Linked DNA regions of Mus musculus: all the other regions are linked to region 5. Evidence: chromatin contacts called from public ChIA-PET and promoter capture Hi-C data. All regions are on one chromosome and are shown on one strand. The core of a region is the stretch at or near the end of the contact, and the rest is flanking DNA. Distances in the headings are between cores, read along the strand shown. Region 1 overlaps Serpinf1 (serine (or cysteine) peptidase inhibitor, clade F, member 1). Region 2 holds the start of Serpinf2 (serine (or cysteine) peptidase inhibitor, clade F, member 2). Region 3 holds the start of Mir22hg (Mir22 host gene (non-protein coding)). Region 4 overlaps Rtn4rl1 (reticulon 4 receptor-like 1). Region 5 overlaps Smg6 (Smg-6 homolog, nonsense mediated mRNA decay factor (C. elegans)).

The links. Promoter capture Hi-C pulls out the DNA fragments that hold promoters and counts their contacts. ChIA-PET counts read pairs in DNA pulled down with a chosen protein or histone mark.
Region 1: a contact with region 5 is called in a promoter capture Hi-C map of pre-B cells, with 2.3 times the contacts expected there. The contact joins two enhancer-like sites. A contact is called at or near these places in 9 of 39 promoter capture datasets (the HPC-7 cell line, embryonic stem cells, hematopoietic stem and progenitor cells and 4 more), 2 of 484 Hi-C or Micro-C datasets (the G1E-ER4 cell line and embryonic stem cells), 1 of 115 datasets of contacts at active chromatin or transcription factors (T-cell acute lymphoblastic leukemia) and 1 of 9 other capture datasets (adipose tissue).
Region 2: a contact with region 5 is called in a promoter capture Hi-C map of hematopoietic stem and progenitor cells, with 2.7 times the contacts expected there. The contact joins the promoter of Serpinf2 here to the enhancer-like site in region 5. A contact is called at or near these places in 16 of 39 promoter capture datasets (the C10 cell line, the HPC-7 cell line, HPC-7-derived erythroid cells and 10 more).
Region 3: a contact with region 5 is called in an RNA polymerase II ChIA-PET map of memory CD8 T cells, with 69 read pairs. The contact joins the promoter of Mir22hg here to the enhancer-like site in region 5. A contact is called at or near these places in 3 of 39 promoter capture datasets (the 3T3-L1 cell line, cranial neural crest and second pharyngeal arch cranial neural crest) and 9 of 115 datasets of contacts at active chromatin or transcription factors (bone marrow-derived macrophages, embryonic basal ganglia, embryonic forebrain and 4 more).
Region 4: an RNA polymerase II ChIA-PET map of memory CD8 T cells shows a contact between it and region 5, with 10 read pairs. The contact joins two enhancer-like sites. A contact is called at or near these places in 1 of 484 Hi-C or Micro-C datasets (cortical glia) and 2 of 115 datasets of contacts at active chromatin or transcription factors (embryonic stem cells and memory CD8 T cells).

The regions. Positions count from the first base shown.
Region 1 is chr11:75,413,967-75,416,666 of GRCm38.p6, forward strand. It overlaps Serpinf1 (serine (or cysteine) peptidase inhibitor, clade F, member 1), which reads right to left. Exons shown (of 8, transcript NM_011340.3): 3 at 2,264-2,462; 4 at 1,609-1,764; 5 at 955-1,158; 6 at 1-83. Among named protein-coding and RNA genes, the nearest start is that of Serpinf1, 7.3 kb to the right of the region's middle. Within about 2 kb of position 1,310, at least 120 of the 459 cell types and tissues checked have an H3K27ac peak or open chromatin away from gene starts, as enhancers often do. A contact at or near this core is called in T-cell acute lymphoblastic leukemia, hematopoietic stem and progenitor cells and pre-B cells, where this site is marked.
Region 2 is chr11:75,438,177-75,440,876 of GRCm38.p6, forward strand. Serpinf2 (serine (or cysteine) peptidase inhibitor, clade F, member 2) reads right to left here and starts at 1,325. Exons shown (of 10, transcript NM_008878.2): 1 at 1,281-1,325; 2 at 216-282; 3 at 38-76. The coding sequence starts at 278. Gm35391 (a long non-coding RNA gene) reads left to right here. Exons shown (of 2, transcript XR_388849.3): 2 at 1,017-1,214.
Region 3 is chr11:75,460,091-75,462,790 of GRCm38.p6, forward strand. It overlaps Mir22hg (Mir22 host gene (non-protein coding)), which reads left to right and starts at 1,449. Exons shown (of 3, transcript NR_030711.1): 1 at 1,449-1,665.
Region 4 is chr11:75,253,142-75,255,841 of GRCm38.p6, forward strand. All of the region lies in intron 1 of Rtn4rl1 (reticulon 4 receptor-like 1), which reads left to right. It overlaps Gm35117 (a long non-coding RNA gene), which reads right to left. Exons shown (of 4, transcript XR_001780267.2): 3 at 1,362-1,450; 4 at 923-996. Among named protein-coding and RNA genes, the nearest start is that of Gm35169, 8.1 kb to the left of the region's middle. Within about 2 kb of position 1,325, at least 102 of the 459 cell types and tissues checked have an H3K27ac peak or open chromatin away from gene starts, as enhancers often do. A contact at or near this core is called in memory CD8 T cells, where this site is marked.
Region 5 is chr11:74,958,823-74,961,522 of GRCm38.p6, forward strand. The region is part of intron 8 of Smg6 (Smg-6 homolog, nonsense mediated mRNA decay factor (C. elegans)); the gene reads left to right. Among named protein-coding and RNA genes, the nearest start is that of Srr, 34 kb to the left of the region's middle. Within about 2 kb of position 1,334, at least 73 of the 459 cell types and tissues checked have an H3K27ac peak or open chromatin away from gene starts, as enhancers often do. A contact at or near this core is called in T-cell acute lymphoblastic leukemia, hematopoietic stem and progenitor cells, memory CD8 T cells and 1 more, where this site is marked.

The DNA of each region.
Region 1 (2,700 bases), core at 60-2,559, 460 kb after region 5:
GGGGACTCTCACGGTCCTGTCCTCGTCCAAATGAAAATCCTGGAGGGTCGTCTTTCTCGAGTCAAACTTGGTTACCCACTGCCCTGGAAGGAAACAGATGGAGCATCCTGAGCCACTGTCCCCAGAAAGGCCACAGGTCCACGCTGTGCGTCCACTGGCCAAAGCAACCTGAGCTGTCAGCAGCAAGAACACAGGAGCCGCTGGGTCCCAGCATGTGTGGCACAGACCATAGGCTCCATGCACCACGGGTTCTGGCTATCCTCCTGTAGTAAACTCAGAAATAAGTGGGTGTTCTCTCTCTGACTTGGATCACCACGCTCCTTCTGTTTAAAGTGGCCTTTAATATGCTGGTGTGTGGTACGTGCCTGCTCTCCTGTCCCCTGGGGACTTGGAGTAGGAAGCCCCAGGGCTTTCCTCTAAGTTAGGATCCACTCTTGCTACTACTCCATAAGATGGTCACAAAGCAACGTAAAATGGAAATTAATCAAACCATTCCTGCCACAAGAATAAAACAGATCTCAGGGGAGGCCTGTGGAAGGGTCTCCTGAGGCCTTACCACTGTCTAGAAGGAAGTTGACAGCAGTTCTTGAGCAGGGGTGCGACTCCAGGAGTTGGGGGCTGCTCTGAGAGCAGGACAGCATGTATTGTAGAGTGTCTGGGAGGGAGCTGTGTTATCCTTACCGTGAAGATGAGGACACGGGCTCATGGGGGCAGAGCCAGGATTAAACCTGGTCTGATTCAAAAAGCCAGAGATCTGTGCCCAGCCCCACGCAGCCATTTCACTGGTCAACTAATTCAGAAACACTTGGTCTGATATGCTCATATGCTACAAGCACTGTGGCCTTCAGATCTCCCTCTGGCCTGGTACCTGCATTCAGGTTCACCACCATCACCACACACACACACACACACACACACACACACTCGGCCAGAGACAAGTGGGGAAGCCCTCACCCTTGAAGTAAGCCACGCCAAGGAGAAGGATGCTGAGGGCACTGGGCATTTCCCTCGTGGACCGGGCAATCTTCCCTTTCATCTGGGCCTGCACCCAGTTGTTAATCTCCTGAAGGTCTACTCGAGGGTTGCCCGTGAGGATCCGGGGCCTGGTCCCATAGGACTTCTCCAGAGGGGCAACAAAGCTGGATTTGACTCGAAGTTCTTGAGAGGAAACAGATCAAAGATGAGAGCTGAATCAGCACCCTCACTTTGAAAGCATGCCAGACCCCAGCTTCCTGCTCAGCATCTTCCTTTGACTTGCTGGGGCATCTGCCGGCTTGCCCAGACCCTGGCTAGGGAACAGTGGATTCCACCGTTTGCATTCCCCGTCCCAGGCCCTCCTGCTGTCTCCCAGAGCCCACTTCCTCTTTCTGTTCCTCTGTGGTCTCACTGGCTCTTTCCTGCCCACCAGTGCCAGGCCTCGCCTGAGCACACACAGCCTATTGTTTAGACATCATGGAAGCATACAGACAACCCAGGCCAATGAAGCAACTTCACGCCAGGCATAATGGGGCGTGCCTGCCCTTCAGAAGCAGAGGCAGCTTTATGAGTTGGGGGACCAGCTGAGACTCTATAGACTTTGAGAGGTGGGGTGGGGGTGGGGCTACTGACTCCTCTCAAACACAATTCTGGAAGCACTCTTGAGGTTCTTCTCAGGGGCAGTAACAGAGGCAAGGAGCTCCTTGTAGGTGCTGTGGATGTCAGGGTTGGTGATCAGGTCGTAGTAGAGAGCCCGGTGAATGACAGACTCTGTTCGATGTTCAGCTCCTGCCAGAGAGAAAAGGATGCCAAGCTTCATAACTGCCCGTGAGGCCCGCATCAGGATAGGGACGTTAGACATCAATCCTTTTGTCCTCTGAGAGCCCGAGGAGGCCGATATTGCAGATGTTTTAGCTGGACAAGATCTTCAGGGCGTGGAAAGAAATAATGACCGCCTTGCTAGGAAGAGCTCTAAGACAGGGCAAGGTTATCAGAGCTACAGAGAGAAGAGTGGGATGTGGTCCTGAAGTTCTCCCATCGTAACCTACCCTGTTCTGAGGAGGAGCCAGCTCTGCTCACGGCAGCTGTACCCCTAGAACCTGGTTAAATGACTAAAACACGATAGGAGGCCACTTAAGGAACCAAGGTCGAGTGCCACTTACAAAGTGGTAGGGATTGTGTGTGTGGCCCCCACCGCCCCTTTCCTGTTCCTCTGACGGCGGCAGCATGGAAACTCTGAGTGGGGGAAATTCAGGTCCACCTGCAGCCTTCTTCAGTTGACACTCACCCAGAGAAAGGGCAGAGAGGGCCGTGGCCACGCTGAGTGGAGACAGCAGGACGTTGCCCGTTGGGCTGGCACTGGATCTCAGGCGGTACAGATCGTAGCCGAAGTTGGAGACAGCTGCTGCCAGCTTGTTCACAGGGACCTTGAAGAAGGGGTCCTCCTCCTCCACGGGCTCGCCCGTGCTGTCCGGGACTGGGGAGCCCTGGGTTAGAATACAAGGACCAGTAGGGAGGCACAGTGAGTACATCACCTCCTGGTTGGGTTGGTCCTCTAGTCCCTGGGGCCATGAGTCTGAGGTCAGAATGAGTGTGTGCTCTCTGACTCCACAACCTGTGTGCTGGGAGGTGGGGAGTGGGAAGGGCAACACAAAAGGGCTTGCCAGACCTGAACTGTGGTCTGAGAACCTGAAGCCTGGCCCACTTTAAAATAAAACTTGTAGG
Region 2 (2,700 bases), core at 75-2,574, 480 kb after region 5:
TTTGGCTCTTCCCCCTAAACCTCTCACTTTTGAGTACCTGCTGGCCCGGGAGATCCACGGCGCTCACCGGAGAGAACTGTTGAGAAAAGGGAGAACAGAGAACTCAGCGTTCCTCCCTCTCCACCCTTCTGGCCTCTCCCAGATTTGCCCCCGCCCCCCAGCATCTCCTTCAGCCTGACTGACCACTTCCCACTCAGACCTCAGCTCTGCCTCACCGTGAAACAGGGACCTTGCAGGCAGGACAAGCTGAGTACGAGGAGCCCCCGGAGCAGTGCCATGTTCCTGTATCCAGAACAGGGAGTGTTAGTTCCTACCTCACGCTCGAAGGCCAAGCAGTAGACTGCTATCCATGGGTTCCTTGACCGCACCAGGCTGCGGAACCTGGACTCAAAACATAGCAGCTGTGGACCTCACTCACTCTGAGAGGTGGGATTTCCATAAGCTTTTTTTTTCACCTGTACATTTAGTCTTCATTCTTTTCGTCTTACACTGTGGATCAGTCCTGGGTTCAAATTTAAAGCCCTCATCTTGCAAGAGGACCTTGCGCATCTCCCTTCATGCCTTTGGCTTTACCCTGTCTTGGTAATTCATGGCAGAAGTTCTTCCTGCTCCCATGTAGATGTTGAGGACCCAAATAAGAATCTCTGTAAATACTGAGCATGATGCCTGGCCCCCACCCTAGCAAAGCCACCTGACCTGTTGTTCATTTCATCCAGCCTTTCTCAGGCTGCCCTGGTCCTACCCAAAGGCTCTGAGAGCTAATCTGGGCTGGCAGGGCAGCCAGAAACTTCTTTGTTGACCAATGAATGACTGGCCCAGACACCTTTGGACTTACGGGAACTACAAGCCTCATCCCACTTCTGCTCCAAGTTCTGATCCAGGGTGCTTCGGGGAAGCCCAGCTGGCGGAAGGGGGGAGGCTCTCAGCCTAGAGAGCCTTCCTTTCCATCCTCAGCCCCCTACCCAGGCCTTATTTCAGGCACCAGCTCTTCTAAAAGGTCCTTCTGTTATCCCTAGACCTCCACAACTGTGTTCAAGAACCTTCAGCCAGGGCCTCATCTCCAATCTGGATATATGATTTTTCTCGCCAAGAGTAGGCCTCCAGGTTTTGGAGTTCTAGAGGTTTCTCCTGGAGCTGCCTGGACCTCTGCTCCTCACCACCCCAGGACGCTGTGAAGCTGCAGGCTCCCTGAATAAATTCATCCAGACCCCTTGCCAAGGTGCCAGCTGTCTACTTCCTCTGCTGCCCAAGCAGCAGGCTGCACCACCCCTCCATCCTACCTCTTCAGGCTTCTTAGCGCAGCACACGCAGCACACGGTGTTCTCCTGGACCAGCTTGCTCCCCACGCTCCCCCAGTGCAGCCAGCAGGGCCTAGCTCTCTCCTCCCACAGGACCTTTGCTCTCAGCCAACCCCCGTTCAGCTTGTGTTCAGTGCTGGTAAATATTGACCTGTACATCCGGTTAAACATTGATATGGGGGCCAGAAGACCCTTTCCCATCAAGGCTACCCAGAACCCTGCCTGAGCCTGGAGAAGGGGTTTACAGGAGCAGATAAGTGAGGAGGTTGGGCCTGGCAAGCCTTCTAATGATCCCTCAACATAGGGGATTATCCACAGTCAGTGAGGCTCAGAGAGGCTGTGTGGCCTGTGTAAGGGCGCAGAGTGGGCTCCAGAGTCACAGCCAAAGTCCCACCACCACCACCACCACCACCACCACCACCACCACCACTACCACCACCACCACCACCACCACCACCACCACCACCACCACCACCACTACCACCACCACCACCACCACCACCACCACCACCACCACCACCACCACCACCACCACAGCTACCCAAGGGAAGGGGAGGCTGCAGGAGCCTGTTCACCTAACTGTAGCAAGTCCAGGATCCTGGTTGGCTCCCTCCAGCCTAGGTTCCAAGGCGAGGGCTGGAGAGACCCAGCTGGAGGCCGGCCCTCCCAGGGTCCCACCTCTTCAGCAGTGTTCCCTTTCCCCAAGGGTGAACCATTCGGAAAACTGACCCAAGGCCACCCAACCCAGAAGCTCTGTATCCAAGGCAGCCAGAGGACAATGGCTGCCTCTACCCTCTTGCTGTGTTTGCAACTACCAGGTTTGGACTTTCCTGACTCTGGTGCCATCAAGGCAAACTGGTGGGCATGACTATCCATGCCTATGTATAATATCAGCACTTGGAAGGTAGAGAGAAGAGGGTAGGTAGGGAATACCAGGTCAACCTCCTCGGCTGCATATCAAGTTTGAGCTACCAGACCTTGTATCAAAAGAAGCTGGGTGTGGGGCTTAGAGATGGCTCAGTGGGTAAGAACACTGGCTGCTCTTGCAAAGGATCCAGGTTCAATCTTCAGCATCGAGATGTGGCTCATAACCATTCATTAACTTCGGTTCCAGGTGATCCCGATGCCCTCTTCTGACCTCCGCAGGGACCAGACACAAGTATGGTGTGCATATGTACAAGTGGGCAAAACAACCATACACGTATAAAAATCAATGCCTTTAAAAAATAAAAATTGGACCTGGTGGGTCATGCCTATAAGCCCACTACTCTGTTTCAAGCAGGAAGGTCATCCCAAGATCAAGGCCAACCTGAGGCACTTGAGACCATCTGAAAAAAAGCCAAGCCAAGCCATAAGCCAGGCACAGTGACATATACAGTGACATATACCAGTTCCCCAGCTC
Region 3 (2,700 bases), core at 199-2,698, 500 kb after region 5:
GCTATGGTTGGGGTTCCATTACCACCCATGGCGGGGTTGAGGGGGAAGGGCAGAAAAAAGGAGATGGAGAAGGACAGACACGTAAGAAGGAGGATGTGGTTAGGGCTGATTCGTCCCCTGGGGTCGAACAATCAGCTGTTACTGGGGCGGAAGGCAGGAAGTCTCCTTAAAGACACAATATTCTGAACGTTGAACTCAGGATTTGAAGCAAGCCCAGCAGTCACCTTAGTGGAGCCCATACTTAATTTAACACAGAAGCGGCTATCTCAGGCTTCCCTCTCATTTCTTTGTCTCAGATGCTCTCACTTAGAAAGCTTAGATGCTCTTAGAAATGACTCAAAAGTCAAGAACCCCAGGCCACAAGTTTCTCTTTGGGGGTGGGGAGGGAGTGAAGAGGTGGTCCCAGTCTTGTCCCTTTAAATAAGCAATTCAGCAGCTTTTGCCAAGTCATTGGGTTCATTTCGGTTTTTGCCCATCCCCCGCCTTTCAGACTCTGATTGGCCCCTAGGGAAGGAGCCGCCTCTTCATTGGTCTCCACCTTTGAAATCACTTCCCTAAGTAGGCCTGAGTCAGAGAAGCGTTTCGGAGGGCGGGACTGAATGGGTGTTAATCTTAGAACCGGGTTTCTGGTTGATACTACTTTGGTAAAGATCTTCCCCTAATTTTTAAAAAGACGCTTCCTCTCTAAAAGTGAGGGCGAATCCTTTGTTAAGAACGTGCCCCTTGAGAAGCCGTGGGCTCTTCAGCGACTAAGACGAGACATTCACTAGAAAAGATTTCACTAAACCCACGAGGGATAGACTAGACCTCCAGTGAAGATTGGGCCTGTGCGGGTGACATTTGTCCCTATACCCCGAAGACCTCGAGCTAGCTCTCCAGTGAAGACTGGGGCCGTGCGAGTGACAGTGGTCCCTATACCCCGAAAAAAAAAAAGTCCTATTTGTGGAAAAAAAAAAAGACTTCGGGTGTTCTGCTGCATCGGTGGCTGGCTTCCATCTTTAGTTCTACTCACTCCTGTTGCTTCGCGTGCTCCACCTTCGCTTAGCTCAGGCCTCCTGTGAATCAGTTTTGAGGCTAAAAGAAGTTCCAAGAAGGAGGGGCTGTAGCCCTTTAAGGACTTCCCCGCGACCGAGTCAGAGATCAGTTTAAAAATGCCAACTCACAGAGCGCGCTGCATTCTGGGAAGCTGAGTGTCACCGTAAGAACTTCATTGACCGGAATGCACTGCAAAAATACACGCCTATACTTCCTTCTGCTCTTTAAACTGTAGTTTGACGTAAAGCTGGTCTAAGCAAGTCGCCTAGGCCGAGGGTTAGCCACACCTTTTCAGCCATTGGCCAGTTGGTTAGTTGGTAGGCGTGGCTTAGAGAAGCTCCTCCAGGCAAGGGGGTGGCCTCCTTGCCAATCAGAGCCCAGACGCCTGAATGGGCGGGAGTAAGCAGAGGTGCTGGCGCCCCCGAGTGGGTGTGGTCACGTTGCCCAGCAATGGGCGGTGATTGGCCCTGGGTGGTTCATTCGCAGCTCGTGCGTCACGACGCCGCCAGCTGATCGGAGACTGGAGCCGGTGTGTGCTGGGCGCTGGGAAGAGACAGAGCGGTCGGCCGTGCGGACAGGTCGCAGTGATTTTGCTCCTCTGTCCACAGCAACCCCCGCACCCAGCATCAGGTGGGTGTGATCTGGGGACCCGGTCATCCCGGGGGGAACCGCGGTAACCGGGTGATGGGGAAAGTAGGGTCCTGACGGCCACACCCTGCCCTTCTGGGGGAGGGGAGAGGGGGCGGCGGGGACAGGGGCGCTCTTGGGAGAGGAGCCTGGACTCTCCCGAGTAGTGTGTCTGGACGTTTAAAGAGAGAGTCCCGGACAGGAGTCGTGGCAGAAGGTTTGGAGAAGTAACTGGGGAGGAATATGAGAGGCCAGAGGGCCGGGGGCGTCTAACCCCGACGCCCTTTGGTTTGAGGATGCCCGAGCTGACCATTTAGCCTAGGGAGGATCTGGACGAGCGAGGGGTGCGGAGGTGCATTGCCTCTACCGGCGCTGACTGGGTCAGGGCCAGTTCAAGTCCCTGGCAGGGAAGGGGTCGCTGGGCGGTCCGGCCCCTCCTCTCGTTCCCTCCCGGGGATGTTATGTAAGGGGGGAGGGGAAAGGAGTAGGGGGCGGCGGTGCGGAGGCCTTATGCAACCCAAAGGTTAGGGTTTCACCGCGGGTTGGGCGGAGGTTGGGGGGGCGGACAGGAGGAGTGCCTGGAAACTCTACCCGCACCCCCCCTCCCAGCCTAACTGGCTGTCTTGGACAGAGAGAAGGTCACCTTTGCACCTCCCCCCTAGTATGTCCGGTAGAGAGGCCCCTAGCCCGGGCTTGGCCTGACTGCCTGGGAAGCCGGCTGGCTGGGTGGGGCGCCTGGGTTAGTCATCGCTGGGCTCCCTCTCTCCCCACCTCCTGGCCAACTCTTGGCCCCTCCCCACGGCCTCCGGTTAGGCTAACGTTCCCACCTCCCTCTGGCCCTAGTTTCAGTCTCCAACTCATTTGGCCTGTCACCCTGGCTGTTAGAGTAGGCTAGAAGCTGTCATGGTGCCAGAGAGTTGATGGAGCAGCTGGTCAGAGGGTCAGTGCCCTGGGCCCACCCCGCCCCGCAGCCAAGGGCACCTGCTTGGCACAAACTCTCAGCAGCCAGTGAACCCTGTGGCCTGAACAGAGCTATCC
Region 4 (2,700 bases), core at 75-2,574, 290 kb after region 5:
TGGGATTAAAGCATGTACCACCACAACCCAGCTAGTTTAAATGTTTCTTATTTTTTTGTTTATGGGTCTTTTACCTGTATGTATGTGTGTGCACCATGTGGATGCATGGTGCCCTTAGAGTCCAGAAGAGGGTATCAGATCCCCTGGAACTGGAGTGACAGAGGGTTGTGAGCTGGGACTTGAACCTAGGACTTCTAAAAGAGCAGCAGGTGCTCTTAATAGCTGAGCCTTATCTCCAGGCCGTCCCATGGATTTGGGGGGCTTTGTTTCATTTTATTTTGTTTTGAGACAGGGTGTGTAGCTCATGCTTGAATTTACTATGAAGCCCTGACTCCCCTCAAAGTAAAGATCCTCCTGCCTCTGTCTACAGCTGCTAGGATTCGAGGTCTTGTACCACATGCTCAGCACAGCCATGATTCATAACAATAAAAAAAGAAAGAGAGACCTAAATGGCCTTAGAGATAAATAAATTATTTTTTTTTTAAAGATTTATTTATTTATTTATTACATGTAATGCACACTGTAGCTGTCTTCAGACCCCCCAGAAGAGGGAGTCAGATCTCATTACAGATGGTTGTGAGCCACCATGTGGTTGCTGGGATTTGAACTTCGGACCTTCGGAAGAGCAGTCGGGTGCTCTTACCCACTGAGCCATCTCACCAGCCCCGAGATAAATAAATTATAATGTATGCGTAAGGTGGGATCATCTCAGTCTCCGGGAATCTTGCCTGTTACTCCTTCGCTCTCCCTTCTATTCATGCTTGGGTAACTGGCCCTGGCTGATTGATGAGAGCTGATTTCCCCACTGCCCTGTGGCAGGGACCACTGCGCCCACAGGGCTCCCTCAGGATCCTCAGTACAGAGCTGCACAGCTGGGTGGAAGTAGAGGGCTGCATATATAACACGATCTCAACTTTATTTCTTTAAATAAAAATTTTATTTAAATTTTATACAGCTCTATATAAACGAAGGAACTATTGAAGGTTCAGCAAGGACCTGCCAACGGTTGTCAAGGGTAATGGCGATGTAGTGATTTTTTTTCCCCCTTCCATTTTACTTCCATACTTTCTACATTACCCCACAACTGGCAAGTATTATTTTAAAATGAAAGTAAATAGTGACAGATGACTTTGAAGGAAAATTGAATCGGTAAAAAGAAAGCTGAGAGACCACCCGGGAAGCCCAGGCTAAATGTAATCTGGGTCAGGCCTCCCAGGCCTGGGGTCTCAAGATGGTCAGCTGAGGGACCCTGGTGACCCTCTTGGGCCAGCAGGGACGGGGAGGAGCCGGAAGCTGAGTACCCAAAGTGCTCCTCTGGGCTCCAAGGGCTGCACAGAGACTGTGTGGGAATCAAAGGATACAGGCATGAGGACTGAGGCCTGACGAACCCAGCTATCATTCGTCCTAGAACAGGAGGCAGAGCACCAAGAGTCCAACAAGAGGCAGGAAGCTTTGGGACCGAGGATGGGCGATGGGATTAGAAAGGCATGTTTGCAAATACTTTCAAATTTACGATGCACACTCACTGGAAACCCCACCCCTGGGTGTCCCTTCCCTGCCTCTTGCCACACCCAATAGCTGACATCACTGGAGAAAGTCCCAAGACCAGGCTGGCTGGAGCTCCTGATAGGTTCCACCCTCCTGCAGAGGGCCCTCGAAGACTAGCTTGCTCGCCCACACCGCCAGATGTCTGTGTCTTTCTCTCTTTTGCCTCCCACCCTCGTCTCTTCCTCCAACCTCAGTGGAGGGTCCCCTGCTTCCTGGGGAAAGTAGAACTTGCCAGTGCTCACTGTAATGTCGTCCCTGTAGGTGTCATGGTCCCCCATTACTGGGAGCAGGTATGCCTCAGATCTCCCTCTATTCGCTGCCCTTTCAGGCTGTCTCAGTTTCTCTCTGACAGTTCCTCTCCTCCTGAATCCTGCTTGTTGGCATGCGAACAGGCTCAATATCTTCCATCTCAAAAAACAAACACTGGGAAGGTGTTGAGAGACAGAGAGCATGGGTAATGGGTGCCCCAGCTTGGCTGGGAAGGGGTAACTTACAATGCTCTACTGCCCAGTAGGGTAGCTGCAGTTGTCAATTAATTGTAAATTTCAAAATAGCTAGTAGAGAGGATTTTAGATGTTCCCAATCCCAACACAAAGAAATGATAAACATTCAAGGCGATGGGTATGCTAATTGCTCTGATCTGATCACCGCACATTGTATACATGTTTTTGAAATGTCAGGCTGTACCCCATAAATATGTACAATTACCGTGCAGTGATTCAAGATAAAAACTATAATTTTAAAAAGCTAAAAACAGAAGGAAATAGCTGCCCTTGACCCCCCCACCCCCACAAGGTCCTTCCTGTTTGTCCAGCCACTTAATGTCAGAGCTTCCTGTGGGAGGGTGGTTTTGGTGTACACAGACACTCCTTCCTCCCTCCTTCCCCATAAGAGGAGTCACCCCTGTCCCACGATGCCATGCAGGGCCACATGCGTGATATTAACCAGTAAGATGTGAGCAGGGATGATACCTGTCTCTTATAACAAACGGAAAAAAAACCACACCAAACCAAAAACAAACAAACAAACAAACAAACAAAAACAGGGTTGGTCTGTCCCTGTGTCTTTTCCCACATAAAGTTAAGCACACAAAGTAGCCACCATTTATTTATTTGTCCCCTCCCCCACCCCTCCCCGAGACAATGTTTCTCT
Region 5 (2,700 bases), core at 84-2,583:
TTTCTTTCTTTCTTTCTTTCTTTCTTTCTTTCTTTCTCTTTTTTGTTTTTTGAGACAGGGTTTCTCTGTGTAGCCCTGGCCGTCCTGGAACTCACTCTGTAGACCAGGCTGGCCTCGAACTCAGAAATCCTCTGCCTCCCAAATGCTGGGATTAAAGGTGTGGGCCACCATGCCTGGCTGAATTTTCTTGTTTTTAAATTTTTAAAAAATTATACAGATGACATTTTTTCTTCAGACCCATCATTTCTCTCACTTTTCAGTGTCCCTTGTACAGTTGTGTGCTAAACTGCTGCTGCCGCTGCTGCCACTGCCATAATGTTAAAGAAAGCTGCTGTGTGGGTGGCACACAGGCATTGCCCTCCCCCTCCCAGCCACCCAGGACAACTATAGGTCAGAGCCTTAGGTTTGAAGCCTGGTCATATGGTACATCAGGTCATATGGTACATTTTGGAGTGCATTCTAGTTGTTGGGCATAGATCATGGTAAATTAAGTTTGCAGTTTCAGAACTCCTGTCAGGATGAAGGAGCAGAACCAGTGTTTACCCTCATTTCCTCTGGACAGTGTAGAATGTTAGAGAAAAATTTCATCTCTGGGTTTGCTAGTAAGCAGATGTTTCATGTCTGATAACCCAGTTTCTTTGTTGCTCTGTAATTATGTGATCCTGGTAGAGAAAGACGAATTGTTGGTTTCCTGGGTGTAAGGATTGCATGTTTGGTTGGCTTTGGTCCTTTTGTTTGTTTTGTTTTATTTTCATCAGGGTTGCCGTGAGTTGATTTCATGTCAGTTCCCATTTCACTTTTCTAGTTTGTAGTGTGAACCTCATGTTCTACTCCTTCACCTCAGAATCAAGTTTTAAAGTTGCTTCATGAGTGGAGATTAGGCAATAAGCCTGCGAGAGTTCATGGCAGCCTCCTTCCTATAGGACAAGGCTGCAGGTTGGCTCTGCTTTTCATAGGCTCTAGGAACAGTTCAGCTAGACTGCTGTTAAAGTTATAAGCAGGATTGGAGGTTTTCAAAGGATATAAACTGCTTTGTGTGGAGCAGCTCCTAACAAATCAGGCCTAAAGGCAGCCTCCTAGACTGTTGGACTGTGGGGCTGAGGTCTTTGTTTCTGTGGTTGACTGCAGTGAAGTTTCTCAGAGCATACTGGCCCTACCTTCAGACCTGTGGCAGCCCTTATGACCTCGGTCACCAAACCACTTCAGGGCTTTATTTTTATCCTGGCCTTTGGTTTTAAGATAGGAGGTTGGTTTTTTTCCTCTAAAGTTCTCTGGGGAAGAAACAGTGCCAGGGTGCAGTAGAGGCTGGTTAAACACCAAAACCACACTCTTCGTGTTTCTGGGCTTGAGACGTGACATAAGCTGTGCCACAAACACCAGCTTCCACGCTATGAAGAAGCTTCCGTTCATTCGCTTGTTTTGTACTTTTAGACAAGTAAAATGGTGTAGGAGGCAAATGTGCCCCTTCCCAGACACCACTAGATAGAATGCTAAGAGGGGACATTTTAAAAATCCAGCATTTTCCAACTTTAGTTTTTTCATCTTCTCCAAGGGTAATGGTGAGAACTCTCACAACTTACTAGGTCTCAGGAAGCCAGATTACCAACATATCCTGTTCGCGTGCATGTGTGTGTTCTGTTACCCACAGGCCACTTTCCACCCCACATGACCTTCAGTTACCATCCGGAAAGTCGGACCCAGATACCAGTCAGAATTTCCAAGCTTTGGTTTAATTTAGACATTTTAGAAATAGTAATGACAGTAATTGTAAAGAGAAGTCACTTGAGTAACATACAGAACAAGTATAAACAATACATCCTGAAGGAGGAAGGAGTGAGGTGGTGCGCTTTTCCAGTAATGTGCTTAAAAGTTAGCATTCAGGCCGGGTGGTACGCACGCCTTTAATCCCAGCACTCGGGAGGCAGAGGCAGGCGGATTTCTAAGTTCGAGGCCAGCCTGGTCTACAGAGTGAGTTCCAGGACAGCCAGGGCTACATAGAGAAACCCTGTCTCGAAAACCAAAAAAAAAAAAAAAAAGAATAAAAGAAAAAAAAAGCATTCAGAAGAAAACATGAAGCAGCTAAAATGTTCAGAGGAAGAGAAAGTAATCAGAGAACAATTTGGTTACAAATCAAACACATTTTTAAATTTTGGGGTCTTAATTTAAATTACTTTTTTATTTTTCCATTTCGTGTGTGTGTGTGCTCGCGTGCCTATGGAGGTCCAAGAACATCTTCTGGGAGTTGGTCTCTCTTTTTGTCACGTGGGTCCCAGGGATTGAACTCAGGTTGTCAGGCTTAGGGCAAGCCTTTGTCTGCTAACCTGTCTTCCCAGCCCCAATTCTTAGGTATTTAAACTTTTGTTATTTAAAAAGTATTTTTAGAGATTTAAAAAAATTATTTGTAGTTGTGCATATATGGGTATGGATATATATATATATATATATATATATATGTATATATATACATATATGTACACACACACACACACACACACACACACACACACACACGATGAGTCCAGATGCTGGCGAGGCCAAGAGGTATCAACGATCCTGGAACTGGAGGTGTAGGAAGTTATTAACTGCCAAATATGGGTGCTGGGAACCAAATTTGGGTCTTAACATCTGAGCCATTTCTCTAGTCCCATTAAATATTTTTAAATGAATTTTATGTGTATGGGCATTTTGTTTGAATGGCCA